Regions from separate parts of the Zea mays genome. Here region 2 is linked to region 1. Evidence: chromatin contacts called from public Hi-C data. All regions are on one chromosome and are shown on one strand. The core of a region is the stretch at or near the end of the contact, and the rest is flanking DNA. Distances in the headings are between cores, read along the strand shown.

Evidence for each region. Hi-C and Micro-C count contacts between places; a contact is called where the count stands out from the background.
Region 2: a contact with region 1 is called in a Hi-C map of ear, with 2.9 times the contacts expected there. The contact joins the promoter of LOC103637618 here to the promoter of LOC100282947 in region 1. A contact is called at or near these places in 2 of 25 Hi-C or Micro-C datasets (ear and tassel).

Annotation. Positions count from the first base shown.
Region 1 is chr1:87,219,266-87,227,181 of Zm-B73-REFERENCE-NAM-5.0, forward strand. LOC100282947 (DNA-binding protein HEXBP) reads right to left here and starts at 1,328. Exons shown (of 4, transcript NM_001155852.1): 1 at 1,148-1,328.
Region 2 is chr1:87,507,375-87,514,471 of Zm-B73-REFERENCE-NAM-5.0, forward strand. LOC103637618 (Pollen Ole e 1 allergen and extensin family protein) reads left to right here and starts at 2,691. Exons shown (of 2, transcript XM_008659882.2): 1 at 2,691-3,037; 2 at 3,181-3,820. The coding sequence starts at 2,854. The coding sequence ends at 3,524.

The DNA of each region.
Region 1 (7,916 bases), core at 78-2,577:
GCTGTACTAGTATATTATTTTTAAAATGTATGGTGATCAGATTAATTTGAGGTTTTTCCCTGTGATATTAAGTCCATTTTATTTGGATAAATATCCTAGTGTCTAGTGCTACTGCTAAATTGATACTTTCAGAGTTTTTGTAATTTAGTAATTCTCAATTTTAGCAGAAATTTTCCGTGGACAGTATTCTGGAAGAACTTAACACAGAGCTATTTATCCATATATGTTCAGCGGTCAAGCAAAACTTTGTTTTTCACTTTTCCGAGTACAAGGAAAAAAACATGTTTTCATCCAGCATTCTTTTTTTATGTACTGATATAGCACCGATTAAATTTTCTATTTGAGGAGGACTGATTTAATATTGCTTAGGCCCCAAAACGAAATCGTCTTGAAATCCTTTATTGTTAGTATCTCAATAGTGGTGTGCTCTTTGCAAAACGCAATTCGTGAAGTTTTCAGTGATCATTATTTTTACTCTAACAAATGCTTTATTTATCTTCGTTTTTGCAGTTCAGTGTTCCTTAGTGACCACTTTTGATGGATTCATTTGTGCTCTCAGTCTCTCACAGTGCAGATGCTGCTTCATAGCCCACCTCTCAGCTTCAGCGGGAGAGCAAGTTTGGTATATTGACCAAGTTACTGAGTGTTGGGCCTAACTAGACACAAATTTCTAGTGTATTACTGAGTCAAAGTTGTCTCTGTATACGTGATACTCGCTCAGTATCTTATTATGCAAGAGAAATAATATATCTTGTTTACTACACTGATTTTATCATGTACATAGTCAAATGGTCTAAAACTTGCCTCAGCCATGAGCCAAATATTGAAATACATGCAAATCCATAACAATCGAAACCTATCCCAAATTGGCAATCAAACAAAATGGATTATGTCCTTCCAGGCAGGAGGGGTTTGGGTGGTGGGAGAGGGATCGCCCAACCCCCCTCTGGATTGATTCTCCTGTAGAATGTATTGTATTTGTACCCCTAACTTGTTTAACAAAACCTAGAGAGACATGGTACACAAGATATTTTTTGCAAAAAGTTCGAAGTTTTCAGGCACCGAATAGACAAATGCATTCAGATTTAAGTTAGGGTTTAGGTGCTCCGTTTCACACAGCGGGAACGGAAGAGAAGGGTAAGAATACCTGGCGGGTGCTCGTCGCCCGGCGAATAGACTGACGAAGATGAAGGGCCCGTCCCTCGGGACCTGGCGTAGCCGCCTAGGGCGTCGGCGTCGGGGGGTGAGGGTGAGGGGGCGGGGGCGGTACTCCACACAGTCGTCGCAACGAGAGAGAGAACGAGGGGGACGGGGTGAACGGAATGGATTCGGGACGGGGCATGCGGCGGTAGCCCAGTCCGAGGGTTCGGCTCGGCCGACGGACACGGAGAGCTCACCACGGCCCACGGGCCTTGTCCTGGGCCGTTTCGCGTTTTCTTTTTTAGCAATTTCTCTTTTTCTGATCTCTTTTTAATTTCTATTCTTCTTGATTCTGTGTTTATTATCTTAGTATGACATTTCAAAATGTTCCAGTGTCTAGTGATACATTGGTTTCAAATAAAACAAACAAAAAATATATTTAATAGTGCATTATAAATAAGCAAACGGAACATTTTTATTTTATATTTATTAAGGTTGAACCTTTTATCAAATCTCGAAAACATTTTCGATTGAATGTAGAAAAGGTTTATCCGTAACTAGAAATAGTATTTTGTGCTTGATAATTTACAAGTTAATGACTAATATTACCTTCGTTTTCGAATATTTGTCTCGCTAGTTTATTTTTGAACTAAACGACGACAAATAAAAAAACGGAGAGAGTACTTCGGTACTAAATATGGAACGGCGGGTTCCCGTAAAACAAGAATATAGTTATGGTAATTACCACATATAGACTTTTTTGAGTGGTTACTTTAGAATATGAATGATTATGACTCCACTTAACTCGAGCTTGATTCATCGCACTTAGCTTCATGACATTAATATGAATGATTATGACTCCACTTAACTCGAGCTTGATTCATCGCACTTAGCTTCATGACATTATCTTATATTCTTCATATGTGAGCCAAATCTTTGAATACTTAAACCAACTCTTCACACATTCGGATGGTCATAGAATGTTTCCATCTTTTGTCTCTTGGTTTGAAGTCTGCAAAGGAAGCTAATCTTGCTTGTTGTCGAAGTACGAATTGATACTAACCACATCTGTATTTTGTCTTTTCACCGAAGATTGTGCATTTTACAGTTGATGCCTGGTTGTATTAGGCAGGCTGTCAGGGGTTGCATCCAGTTAGCTAGGAGTGCTTGTTTGGTTTCATGTGTAAAATTTCCTACATAGCACGATGCCTTGTTTGTTTGGTTCCCTGCATAACAGAATGTGGTCTACTATTGTACAGTGGTGGTGAGTTTACCAACCACAAGTCGTTCAAGGTTCAAAACACAAGCAAGTATTATTTCACCACATGGATGATCATGTTAATAGTGGCACAATTAATCATACACAAAGCAGACTTCTCTTGATTACTAGTGCCATAATTGTTCTACAACAATAAGTACTTATTTCTAATTAAAAGTGACATACAAGGCCTCACTTAATGTTCGCACCCTCACTTAATTAAAAAGGGACATGTATAGTGAGGTGTGGTTACATCAGTAAATAAAGGAGCAAAAGAATGACACTATGACAGTACTCTGAACAATGATAACTATATCCTTCCAACTACACAAACCATCTCTTGATTACTAGGCGGTGTAGCAACATGCTTGTAGTAATGTTTTCCAAGTTCATCACTTCGACTATGCATATATGAATTGAATGCAATTCTTGCTTCATGCTCACTAGCATACTTTAGGAATGCGGCCTTCCATAACCCACATTTTGGTCATTACAAGTGGCCCAATCATTGTAAACCCCATGTTTTCTTCCTTGAAATAAATACCACATAGTATGCCGAACAACTGTAGTCCTCTTTGCACTGCTAAAGGCAGGCACAAGTGCTAGTGCAGACTACCAAACAATCCTAGTTGCACATCCATAGCCTACATAATAGACTGGATAGCCTACCAAACACCCCATAGTGACCAAGATTAATACATTTCTTACTTCGCTATGATGACATCAGGATGATAGGGTGCGTTTCTCTACGGCCGTTCTTGCTCTATGCTTGTGGATCATGGGTGGATATTGTGTTTGTTGGTTTGTCTGTTGTTTGTTCTTTTGGGACAATTCTCCGTATGTCACTGAAATTCTATCTAGTACTCTATTTGTCATCATAAATATTAATATATCATAATATCTTCTACATTATTCGGTTCCATCCCCAGTGGCATAGAAGAGATTATGACATGCATTTTTTTATCCTTCTATGTCACTGACGATGGCATGAAAAGGGTACAAAATTACACCTGAGTAGCATAGAAGGAATTAGGATATTTACAATAGTAAATAAGATACTGGATGTAATTAATGTGGTATACAAAGAATTTTCTCTTGTTCTTTTATCATGCGATTATGCATTATCATAATTTAACAATTGTGGAAGCATGGTAGGCCTCAAAGCACTGATGTAGATTCTTCATTACATGGTCATATGAAGCTGACATTTGCACAAACAAAGAGTGGAATACAACCAATAATTTTTCATGTATATAGCGGTCATGGAGTCTTTAAGCAAATCATGTAGCTTTTTACGAATGGCTTAGAGCAACTCCAACGGAAAAATGTAAACCAACCCAAAACAAATATTAGGGAAGAAAAAATATTTTTCTTGCTCCAACAGCTTCCTCATTCTTTCTCCAAAAAACCATTGTCCCTCATCCGCTTGCTCTCATCCCTCATATTTTCGCGTGATTTATACCTCCCAATCCGTCCGGCGTTGCGTGTGCATGTTGGACCCCGCATTTTTTTATTTTGTCGCATGCATCCATGCAAAGCATCAACGAGTTGCCACATCGTTCGTTGAACTCATTTTTTGGATGCCAGGCTACTAACCATGAGTTGGTACAAATTTCCGGTTAGAATTATAGGCATTTTTTGTACCATTTTAATTTCATAAATTAACATTATGATGATGACATATAATAAATAATTACCCATCGAAATCGTGATCTAAAAAATATCCATAACAATATGGATCATGAGAACACAAAACATATGAAGCATGTAAATCATATAAATATAATAAATATGTAAACATGGTTCATGAATTATTACGGAACAACTGGAAATAAACATATAGCAATTTAAACAGGATGACTGTAAAATTATAACAGACATATATAACATATTATAATATGACAGAACAGAGCTACATACGAAACAATAGAGATGAATATATGTGTCGGGGACCATAATTAGGGGTACCCTCAAGGCGCCTAATTCTCAGCTGGTAACCCCCATCAGCATAAAGCTGCAAAGGCCTGATGGGCACGATTAAGTCAGGGATCAGTCCACACGAGTGACTCGATCACGCTTCACCCGAGCCTAGCCTCGGCCAAAGGCAGCCGACCTCGAGAGACTTCCGTCTCGCCCGAGGCCCCCTTTTTTATGGCGGACACATCACCGGCTCGCCCAAGGCCTTGGCTTCGCTCAGAAGCAACCTTGACTAAATCACCACACCGACTGACCAAATTGCAGGGGCATTTAACGCAAAGGTGGTCTGACACCTCTATCCTGACACGCGCCCCCGGCAGAGCCGAGGTGACCGTCGTCACTCCACCGCTCCACTGGCCAGTCTGACAGAAGGTTAGCGCCGCCTGCGCCACTCCGACTGCAGTGCCACTCGACAGAGTGAGTCTGACAGGCAATCAGGCCTTGCCAAAGGCGCCACGGCGAACTCCGCTCCGCCCGACCCCAGGGCTCGGACTCGGGCTAAGACCCGGAAGACGGCGAACTCCGCTCCGCCCGACCCCAGGGCTCGGACTCGGGCTAAGACCCGGAAGACGGCGAACTCCGCTCCGCCCGACCCCAGGGCTCGGACTCGGGCTAAGACCCGGAAGACGGCGAACTCCGCTCCGCCCGACCCCAGGGCTCGGACTCGGGCTAAGACCCGGAAGACGGCGAACTCCGCTCCGCCCGACCCCAGGGCTCGGACTCGGGCTAAGACTCGGAAGACGACGAAACTCCGCCTCGCCCGACCCCAGGGCTCGGACTCCGCCCTGGCCTCGGCCGAACGACTTCCGCCTCGCCCGACCCCTTGGCTCGGGCTCGGCCACGGCAACAGAAGGCAGACTCAACCTCGGCTTCGGAGGAAACCCCACGTCGCCCTGCCTAGGGCACAGACCGCCACGTCAACAGGAGGCGCCATCATCATCCTACCCCGAATCGACTCGGGTCACGGAGAACAAGACCGGCGTCTCATCCGGCCAGCTCCGCCAGAGGGGCAATGATGGTGCTCCACAAGCTCCATGACGACGGCGGCCCCCAGCTCTCTTACGGAAGCCGGACGACGTCAGCAGGGACTCGACCGCTCCAACAGCTGTCCCTCCATCAGGCTCCGCCGCACCTCCGACAGCCACGACATCACGCCAGCAGGGTGCCCAGATCTCTCCGGCTGCCACATTGGCATGTACCTAGGGCGCTAGCTCTCCCTCCGCTAGACACGTAGCACTCTGCTACACCACCCCATTGTACACCTGGATCCTCTCCTTACGACTATAAAAGGAAGGACCAGGGCCTTCTCAGAGAAGGTTGGCCGCGCGGGACCGAGGACGGGACAGGCGCTCTCTTGGGGCCGCTCGCTTCCCTCACCCGCGTGGACGCTTGTAACCCCCCTACTGCAAGCGCACCTGACCTGGGCGCGGGACGAACACGAAGGCCGTGGGACTTCCACCTCTCTCACGCTCGGCTCCGGCCACCTCGCCTCTCCCCCCTTCGCGCTCGCCCACGCGCCCGACCCATCTGGGCTGGGGCACGCAGCACACTCACTCGTCGGCTTAGGGACCCCCCCTGTCTCGAAACGCCGACAGTTGGCGCGCCAGGTAGGGGCCTGCTGCGTGCTGACGAACAGCTCCCCGTCAAGCTCCAGATGGGCAGTCTCCAGCAACCTCTCCGGCCCGGGACGGTGCTTCGTTTCGGGACTCTCGAGTTCATGTCCTTCGACGGCAGCTACGACATGACACTTCTTCCACCGCCGCGCGACTACGACAATGGCGGCCGACAACCCGCCCGCCGGCGGCGGAATCGACGACGTCTTCCCCGCGTGATGGAAGAGCAATATTCGGGCTCGCTCCGTTCTCTCCCCCGCCAACGGAGGAGGAGGCAGAGCCGTCAAGGCCAGACGGGAGGCCGCGCTTCGTCGGCCGTCGAGCGAATCGACGCCCCCGACGCCCCGACGGAAAGCCTGCAGGACGTCGCCCTCGAACCAGGGATGACGGCGCAACCAGTCCCCGGTGTGACTACGTCGCTCCTCGTCGACCAAAAGGTAACGACTAACTCCCATCTTGCGTCATTTCGACTCGGCCTCAACCCGCCAAACGACCTCGTTTTGGCGGGCGCTCTCATTGAGGCGAGTGCAACCCCACTGAGGTTCTGTATGCGGTCGCCTTGGGACCGACTGACGGACGTCTCGACCTGCGGGCCCTCTGGGTCCGAGGAAGATGACGATCCCAGCATCGGTTGGGATTTCTCCGGACTTGGCAACCCCAGTGCCGTGCGGGACTTCATGACCGCATGTGACTACTGTCTATCCGACTGTTCCGATGGAAGCCGCAGCCTTGGCGACGAGAGCTGCGGCCCAAGCCGCGAATGTTTCCACATCGAGCTAGGGGATCCCACCGAAGGCAACCATCTTGGCATGCCGGAGGATGGTGACCTCCCCAGGCCGGTGCCTCGCGCCGACATCCCACGGGAGCTAGCTGTGGTCCCCGCTCCGGCGGGGGGTTACGACCCACAACTCGAGCAAGTCCGCGAGGCGCAGGCCAGGCTCAACGAGGGAACAGGAGCGCTTGAGCCGATCCGTCGGGACGTCGGACAGGCATGGGTGGGCCAACCCCTGGCCGGAGAAATACGTCATCTGCCCCAAGGTCTCCAGCACCGCGTCGCCAACGATGTCAGGATCAGGCCGCCGCCCGCATCCAGCGGGGTCGGTCAGAACTTGGCAACCGCAGCGATGCTCATCCGCGCGATGCCGGAGCCGTCAACCACCGAGGGTCGGCGAATCCAGGGAGAACTCAAGAATCTCCTGGAAGGCGCTGCGGCCCGGCGGGCCGAGAGCACTGCATCCCGGAGGCAAGGATATCCCTCGGAACCTCATGCCGCGACTTCCCGATTCATGCGGGAAGCCTCGGTCTACACCGGGCGCACGCGCAACACCGCGCCTGCGGCCCCGGGCCACCTCGGCAACGAGCACCATCGACGCGACCGTCGGGCTCACCTCGACGAAAGGGTGCGCCGAGGCTACCACCCCAGGCGTGGGGGGCGCTACGACAGCGGGGAGGATCGGAGTCCCTCGCCCGAACCACCCGGCCCGCAGGCCTTCAGTCGGGCCATCCGACGGGCGCCATTCCCAACCCGGTTCCGACCCCCGACTACTATCACAAAGTACTCGGGGGAAACAAGACCGGAACTGTGGCTCGCGGACTACCGCCTTGCCTGCCAACTGGGTGGAACGGACGACGACAACCTCATCATCCGCAACCTCCCCCTGTTCCTCTCCGACACTGCCCGCGCCTGGTTGGAGCACCTGCCTCCGGGGCAGATTTCCAACTGGGACGACTTGGTCCAAGCCTTCGCTGGCAATTTCCAGGGCACATACGTGCGCCCCGGGAATCCCTGGGACCTTCGAAGCTGCCGGCAACAGCCGGGGGAGTCGCTCCGGGACTACATCCGGCGATTCTCGAAGCAGCGCACCGAGCTGCCCAACATCACCGACTCGGATGTCATCGGCGCGTTCCTCGCCGGCACCACTTGCCGC
Region 2 (7,097 bases), core at 1,441-3,940, 290 kb after region 1:
ATGCGAAAAATATGCAACTCGACGATGACAGCCCGACTCTACAGGAGCGGTCTGATTAAGCGAGAGTGCGATATACCAATCACATGACACAACCAAGTTCGTATGACACAAATACTGCGTCGTGTTGTGAGGGCGCAGCCAATACTTAGCCAATGCCATAACTTAGTCAATTAACAACGCGACCTGATTGACGCGTGTGAGTACCCAATATATCATTTAATCGTTCGACGTGATTACGAAAGTTCAACGCAATCTAAATATTTAGAGCGATTTAAATATGTACAATATAGCCTTCACATGCAGTGTAATAATTTTCTGCTAATTATTTACTACGAAAAATAAGAGCAGAAAAAATAAATTGCACGAGCATAACACATCAGATATAAAAAGTAATTTTCCATTTTTAAACATGCCTTATTTTATTGGTAATCTATAACATGATATAAATAAAATAAATAAATGGAGGCTTTTCTTTTGTTAGCCGATTTTTCTCTATTTTTTTTCTCAGCGGCTCCTATTGGAGCACTGATGCATGTGGCTTCTGGCCTATGCATATCCCATTGCCTATAGATGGCTAATAAGCACGAGGCCCGCGAGCCCAGCACGAAGCCCGCTTTTTGGGCCCGGTCCGAGCCCGGCCCGCTTTTCGTGTCGTGCCGGGCTTGGACAGGAAACTAGGCACGGCGGGCTAGCCCGGCACGGTCCGTTTACCTCTAAGCCCGTTAAGCCTGTTTTTTTACACTAAAACGTGCTTACCGGTCCGTTTAGCCCGCTTTTTTCGTGCTAAACGGGCCCGCTGCGGGCCGGGCTCGGACAGAAAATTGAGCCCGCGGGCTCAGCAGGCTCGGCCCGGTTTTCGGCCGGGCCGGGCCGGGCGGCCCGTTTGGCCATCTCTACCACTGCTATGCATGGCTTTTTTTTTGGCATGGCAACAGGTGGAGGGAGACGTGCACCATCTTTTATGCACATTACCGTGTGCATGCATGCAAATGTGCATTCTAGGATATACCGATGAGACGCCACGTCCTGCAGCCACGGCGGTCCGGTACTTTTTTTTCGCGGCAAGCTATTACTGTATGCGGCTTGTCTAGGAATCTCGTGAGAAACACGGATGACTCAACTGTATCCGGTTGACGATCCCTTGGAAACTGGACCTGGACCTATGGCCCGAGGGCCACCGCCCACCGCTGCGCAGGCCGCCGCGGGTGGGCGCCGCCACACGCCGTATCACCGCGCGCGAGCCAGGGTCATAGTGCGGTAGAAACGCTTGCCGTAGCAATTGTTTGCATGAGTTTTATCCAATCAAATCCAGATGCCACTTGTTAATGCGGGTGCATGCAAGTGCTAGTACATGGAGCCAAGGTAATAGAGAGTAAACTCATATACAGTTTCATATTCAATCTATAAATTTCATACCATGTTTCATGATTCAGTGAACGAAAACGAAGTCTGTCGCGTATGACAGTTCGGCTAGCCCGGGGACCTGCCGGCTTGATGGAGAGTCGGACAGTCGGTGTCGCAGCAACGTCGAGGTAGAGCGTGCTGATAACGTGTTGAGAACTACGTCACCACGGATCACCAGATCCGCTGCCTTCCCTCCCGTCAGCAGTAGAGGCGCGAGAAGCTGTAGAAGACTCGTCTCCCTTCCCATAAACATGACATAGGAAACACACGAGACACAGAATATAGGGTTGTGCCTCTGACCTCTTTCTCTTCTCTCTCTTATGAGAGGATGTACAAGTTCCTTATATAGAGATGTGAGACCCATAAGGGGCAAAGCTGATATTTACCCACATAACCCTAACTAGGGTTACTTAACAGATGCGATGTATACCACCAAATCTCTTGTCACTATAGAAGCAGTTTTATAGCTTTCTTTTGATCCACGACATAAATCCACCTATCGATCTTAAAACAACAGAACAACCAACCAGCTAAAATTTATCATTTATTTGAACTGAGCTGAAACTAATCGTAGGTGGTTGTTCTGTTACTTTGCGGTCCGCGCGTGGTGCTTACGGTTGGATTGAGTAAAAATTATCCACATTTCTCGAACTTGGTATAATTTGTCACTTAGGTTTTTAGACTCTCAAAATAAAAATAAAAAAACAGGTTAATCGGATCTGGGCATTCACATCCATGGTATTTGGATGAGCCAGAACCGATTTTTGGATGGATCGAACAAGTAGTTTGGTGACTCAAGTGATACACGTGCTCGCGACTACGCGCGGTGCGCATGAGGCCGGCCAGAGCCGACCGTGGGTGGCCTCCACGACGGACGGACGGATGGATGGGTGGCGCCTGAGGACGATATCTACCGACACGAACACGACGCGTACGTACTGGCGCGCACGTCGTTGGCCAACCAAAGCCATCCATCGTAGTCGTAGAGTTGGGTTGGGCTCACGTCGCCCGCCCGCGGCGAGTGACAAATCCCTCCCGATAAAGGGGACATATCTGGTGCACATAAAAGACTGGTGCACATGGTGCACATATTAAATCATCACCACTCATTTTAAATCTAACGTCTCTAGTTAATTATTCAATTTACAAATAACACATTCCACCACTACACACCACCACGTTGAAGGGTGTCCTTAGTAAAATGTACCAAACAACTAGAGACGTTAGATCTAAAATAAGTGGTGATAATTTAATATGTGCACAATGTGCACCAATGTTAAATGTGCATTGTCCCCGATAAAAGCCATACCGTCGCATTTGCCTGCCCCCTCAAGCACCAGTCCGCTGTGGTCTTCCGGAGCGCGCGTGTGTTGGCACATACGCCAGGCTACGTGCGCGCGTGCGAAAGGTTGTCGGAGGCGAGCGCGCGCGACAGGCGGTACAAGTACAATGGCGCGCACCAGGGGCATGCCCGCGCTCGCGCTGGTGGTGGTGGCCGCCGTGGCCGTCGCGTGCGCCGAGGCGCGGCTGCCGGACTACCACCCGTCGACGTTCACGGTGACGGGCAAAGTGCAGTGCCAGGACTGCACCAAGAACTGGAACGCCTACGCCTACAACGCCAAGCCGATCCCCGGTTCGTTTCCTTTCCTTTCCCTTCCCCCCTGCCTCGCCGGCAGTGGTGCCGTTGACACGAGATATATATACAGCCCCGATCGACCTGGCCGGCCGGCGGCTAATTAACCCGCCATGCATGTCCACGTGCGTGCGTGCGTGCAGGCAGCAAGGTGAGCATCACGTGCCGGGACGACAGGAGCCGGGTGGTGTACCACGGCTCGGACTACACGGACGGCCAGGGCATCTTCAACATCGAGGTGCCCAGCAAGGCGACCAACGGCTGCGACCTCGCGCCGTCCCGCTGCCTCGTCCGCCTCGCCTCCTCGGGCGACGCTGCCTGCGCCGCCTTCACCGACTTCAACCGCGGCCAGACTGGCCAGGTCCCGTCCCGCCTCACGCACGCCTCCCCCACCAAGGTCACCTACGCCGTCGGCCCGTACTACTGCACCCTGCGCCAGTGCGACGACGACGTCAAGGGCGACGACGAAGACGACGCCTGCTACTGATGATGATCCCGGCAGCTCGGCGCTGGCCACCAGTCAACCGGCGTTCGCAATCGCGTTATTGTGTTCCTGGTGGTTTATGCGAGCGTTTTGCGTTCGCGTAATTTTTCATTCTTTCCTTTTTTTTCCTTCTCCGATTTCGAAGTCTCTTTGGAAGGTGGATCGATGCGTTGCGTACGTTACTGCTCTGCTCTGTTCATCTGTGTAACGCGCGATCAGCATGCCGGCATGGTTTTAGTTGAACTCTGTGAACTATTCTTTTGCCTCGATCCTGAACCTGATATATAATTGCGTGCGTAGCATTCAGCTTGAACTTTTTTTTATAAAAAGAAATGGAAAGTACAATATTACTAACTTAAGCCGATCCCAAATCCGCAGAGGCTGTCCGGGTTTGAGTCAGTTTTTCTTCATGCCAAAGCAAGACGCTGCCGGTGCCGGGAGTAAAATCCAAAACAATCCGGTGCGCTATAGAATTAACTACAAGTTCGAGGCATATTTCGAACCCCTACGTATATGGAATTCAAATATTTATTATGAACTCCCTAACTAACTAAACTAAGCTAAGCTACCAGCCTCTTGACCGGCTCAAAGGTGTAAAACTAGAACCGGGTGATTTGGTTTAGTTGCACTTGAGAAAAGATCGATTTCCATATTTGAGAAAGTATAAGCTTATGTCTCTTGCAGCGGGTCCTTTCAAGGCACTTGAGAAAATCGATGATAATGCGTATAAACTTGAGTTGCATATAGATTTTGGGGTTAGTCACATGTTTAACAGTTCAGACCTGCATCCATATTTTGGCGAGGAAGATTTGATGCCATCGAGGACAACTCTAATTCAAGACGACGAGGACATCACTACACATGATACTTCCCCTTTGTGCTTTATGGACCCATAACAAGAGCAAGTGTATGTGTTGGTCACTCGTTCTCAAATGTTGTGAATCAAGAACATGGCAACACAATTATTAGTTATTAGGGACATTTGTCTTCCGAAGCATTATCTTCCTGAGGATATAATATATACTCATCAGACGAACGTCATGAAGTACATACCTTCTTCATTTAATATGTGGACAAGAATGCAAAGAGATGGAAGTAGTAATTGCATCTCGTTAATCCACTTATATTTGTATTCCATAAACTATGTACAAATATTAACAAAATTCATATTACATTGATATCTTCAGCTTGCTCGAAGGTGAAGGCGCGAGAGAGTGATTACTGTTCATCTATTTATAGGCATGAGACACAACCCGGGTGAAATTACATTCATGACCCTCAACATTTACCTACAGACAACTTAGAATACTAAGGTCTATCCGGTCTTTTCTTCTTCTGCTTGACTTGAACCGAAGCTCATGGTAGCTTCGACATTTGGCAATGTTGCTTCTATTCAAGGCCTTCGTCTTGATAATCTTCGGCGGAGGCAGGGAAGACCTTTATATCATTTTGCCGAAGGTATTTTCGCCTTGAGAACCTTCGGCGGAGAAGAAGACCCCCAACAGTAGCCCATTCGCGGTGCTAGATCGTTTTTCGTAACGAGCTCGGTCCGCGAAAAACACAAAGGATTCAGAATGCCGAATGTCCGAAAAACCCCTTCCCTGAGCTTGTTATAAAAAACGATTAAAATATTCCGAGCGTTGGCTGGGCCACCGTTCAGCCAGTATGCATGCTTTGGCGGTTCGCCTTCTTCTCCTGCATGACTATATAAACAAACAGGTTGGTGAGAAGTTACCACAACATTCATTGCCATTGCATAGTTGTGCTGTTGAAAATTTTAACCGAAGCCGAAGCTCTCTGCATTGTGCCTTCAAACGAGCACTTCGTTACTTAAGATCAGCTTCGTCTGAAAGAAACTGAACACTGATATGCCAGAGTAAGATCCACTGCCAGAGTGTCCTGTGAGGGAGACGAAACTGAAGTGACTGAGACATCACCTATATCAGAAGTGATGAGGCGCTCAGGTCTGGTTGTGCAAAAGGGAGTTACTGCCGAAGGTACCTCCAATGTCGAAGCTGAACAAACTGAGGCTGAAGTCGGGAGTGACAACGAAAGTGAAGACGACAATAGCATTTCGTGCCCAACCAAACCTAGTCACATTGAATTTGGAAAATCCACAGTGAAAGCAGAGGACCTGGTTGTGATGAAGAAGCTAGGTTATTATGGGAAAAATGAAGATGGACTAATTCGCTTTGCTGGAGAAGAAGTAATTCCAGAGTCGAGGGAAGATGAGGTTATTGTGTTCAAGAGCTTCTTTAGGGCGGGGATTCGGTTCCCCCTTTACGATATGATAGGGGAAGTTTTGAAGAGATTTGAGATATATCTTCATCAGCTGACCCCGAACGCTATTGTTAGGCTTAGCGTCTATATATGGGCTCTCTGAAGCCAAGGAAAAAGCGCCAATGCCAAAGGGTTCTGTCGCGTGCACGAACTTCATTATCAGACGAAGGCCAGAGCCGATGGTCTGCACAAGAACTTTGGGTGCTATAATTTTGCATACCGGAAGGATACCAAGGCCCCCGTGATTGGCTATCACACTAAATGGCCGATCGGTTAGACTAATGAATGGTTTTACATTAAAGCTGATGAGGAGAAGAGGGAGAAGCTCATGACCATGGTAATGAGTCCCTTAAAGCTGAGCTTCAGCATGACTCGACCTTTGTGCAATATGCAGCTAGGGTCCCCCTGCCAAGTGGCCGAGGTGGAATTTAGGGTGGTGGTTGAGCACATTAGCACTAGGGACTTGGTGCAGGAATACCTGGCAAATAGAACTTTCCCAACCTCTAGTGGATGGGGAATGCCGAAGAAGAAGGAAGAGGGAAAAAGTATGAACTTGTACGCCTTCCTTATCGGTTCAAATTTCAAAAAAGATTCAGCAAATCATGCACTGAATGGTCGGAGCTTATAGAAACAATGTGCAATGAGATTCTCGGAAATTACACGAAGAAAGAAGACCAGCTGATGACTGTTGTCTTAGGCACCGAGCCAAAATGAAGATTAAACTGTGTAATGGATGCTCTTAACTTTGAGTATCCTGACTATGAAAGGCTTGATGAAGGGGCCGGAGGGGTCAAGAGAAAAAGGGTCATCAGTATTCTGAGTAGGCAAGTTGTCTGGTCTGCCAAGGAAGATTAAGAGACTTTGAAGAAGGTAAAGATAGTGCCGGAGCTGAAGGTATCGGCTCCTAAACAATGGAAGCTTTCCGAAAAAACCTCTGAGAAGACGAAGACACAAGATGTGCCGAAACTAACTGCAAGCCCTTCGTATTCTACCGCGGAGGTCTCAGAAATATTGAAGGTGATGACTGAGTCCTTCCCATTCACACCGCTAAGTCCTCTGGGATTGGAACTGACGAGCCTCTTACAGAAAAAGGAAGTCTCTTCGGATGCTGATGGAAGAGATGGGGGCCAAAAGAAGCGACGCATGATGAATATACTGCAAGCAATTGAGCAAACCCCGCCCCCAACTTTGGCAGACAAAGCCGCCAAACCGACTGATCCCGAAGTTGTTGTTGCAGCCGAAGAGGAAAACCTCACAACCACTCTGTCCGAAATTGACAGACTTATATCAGATGTG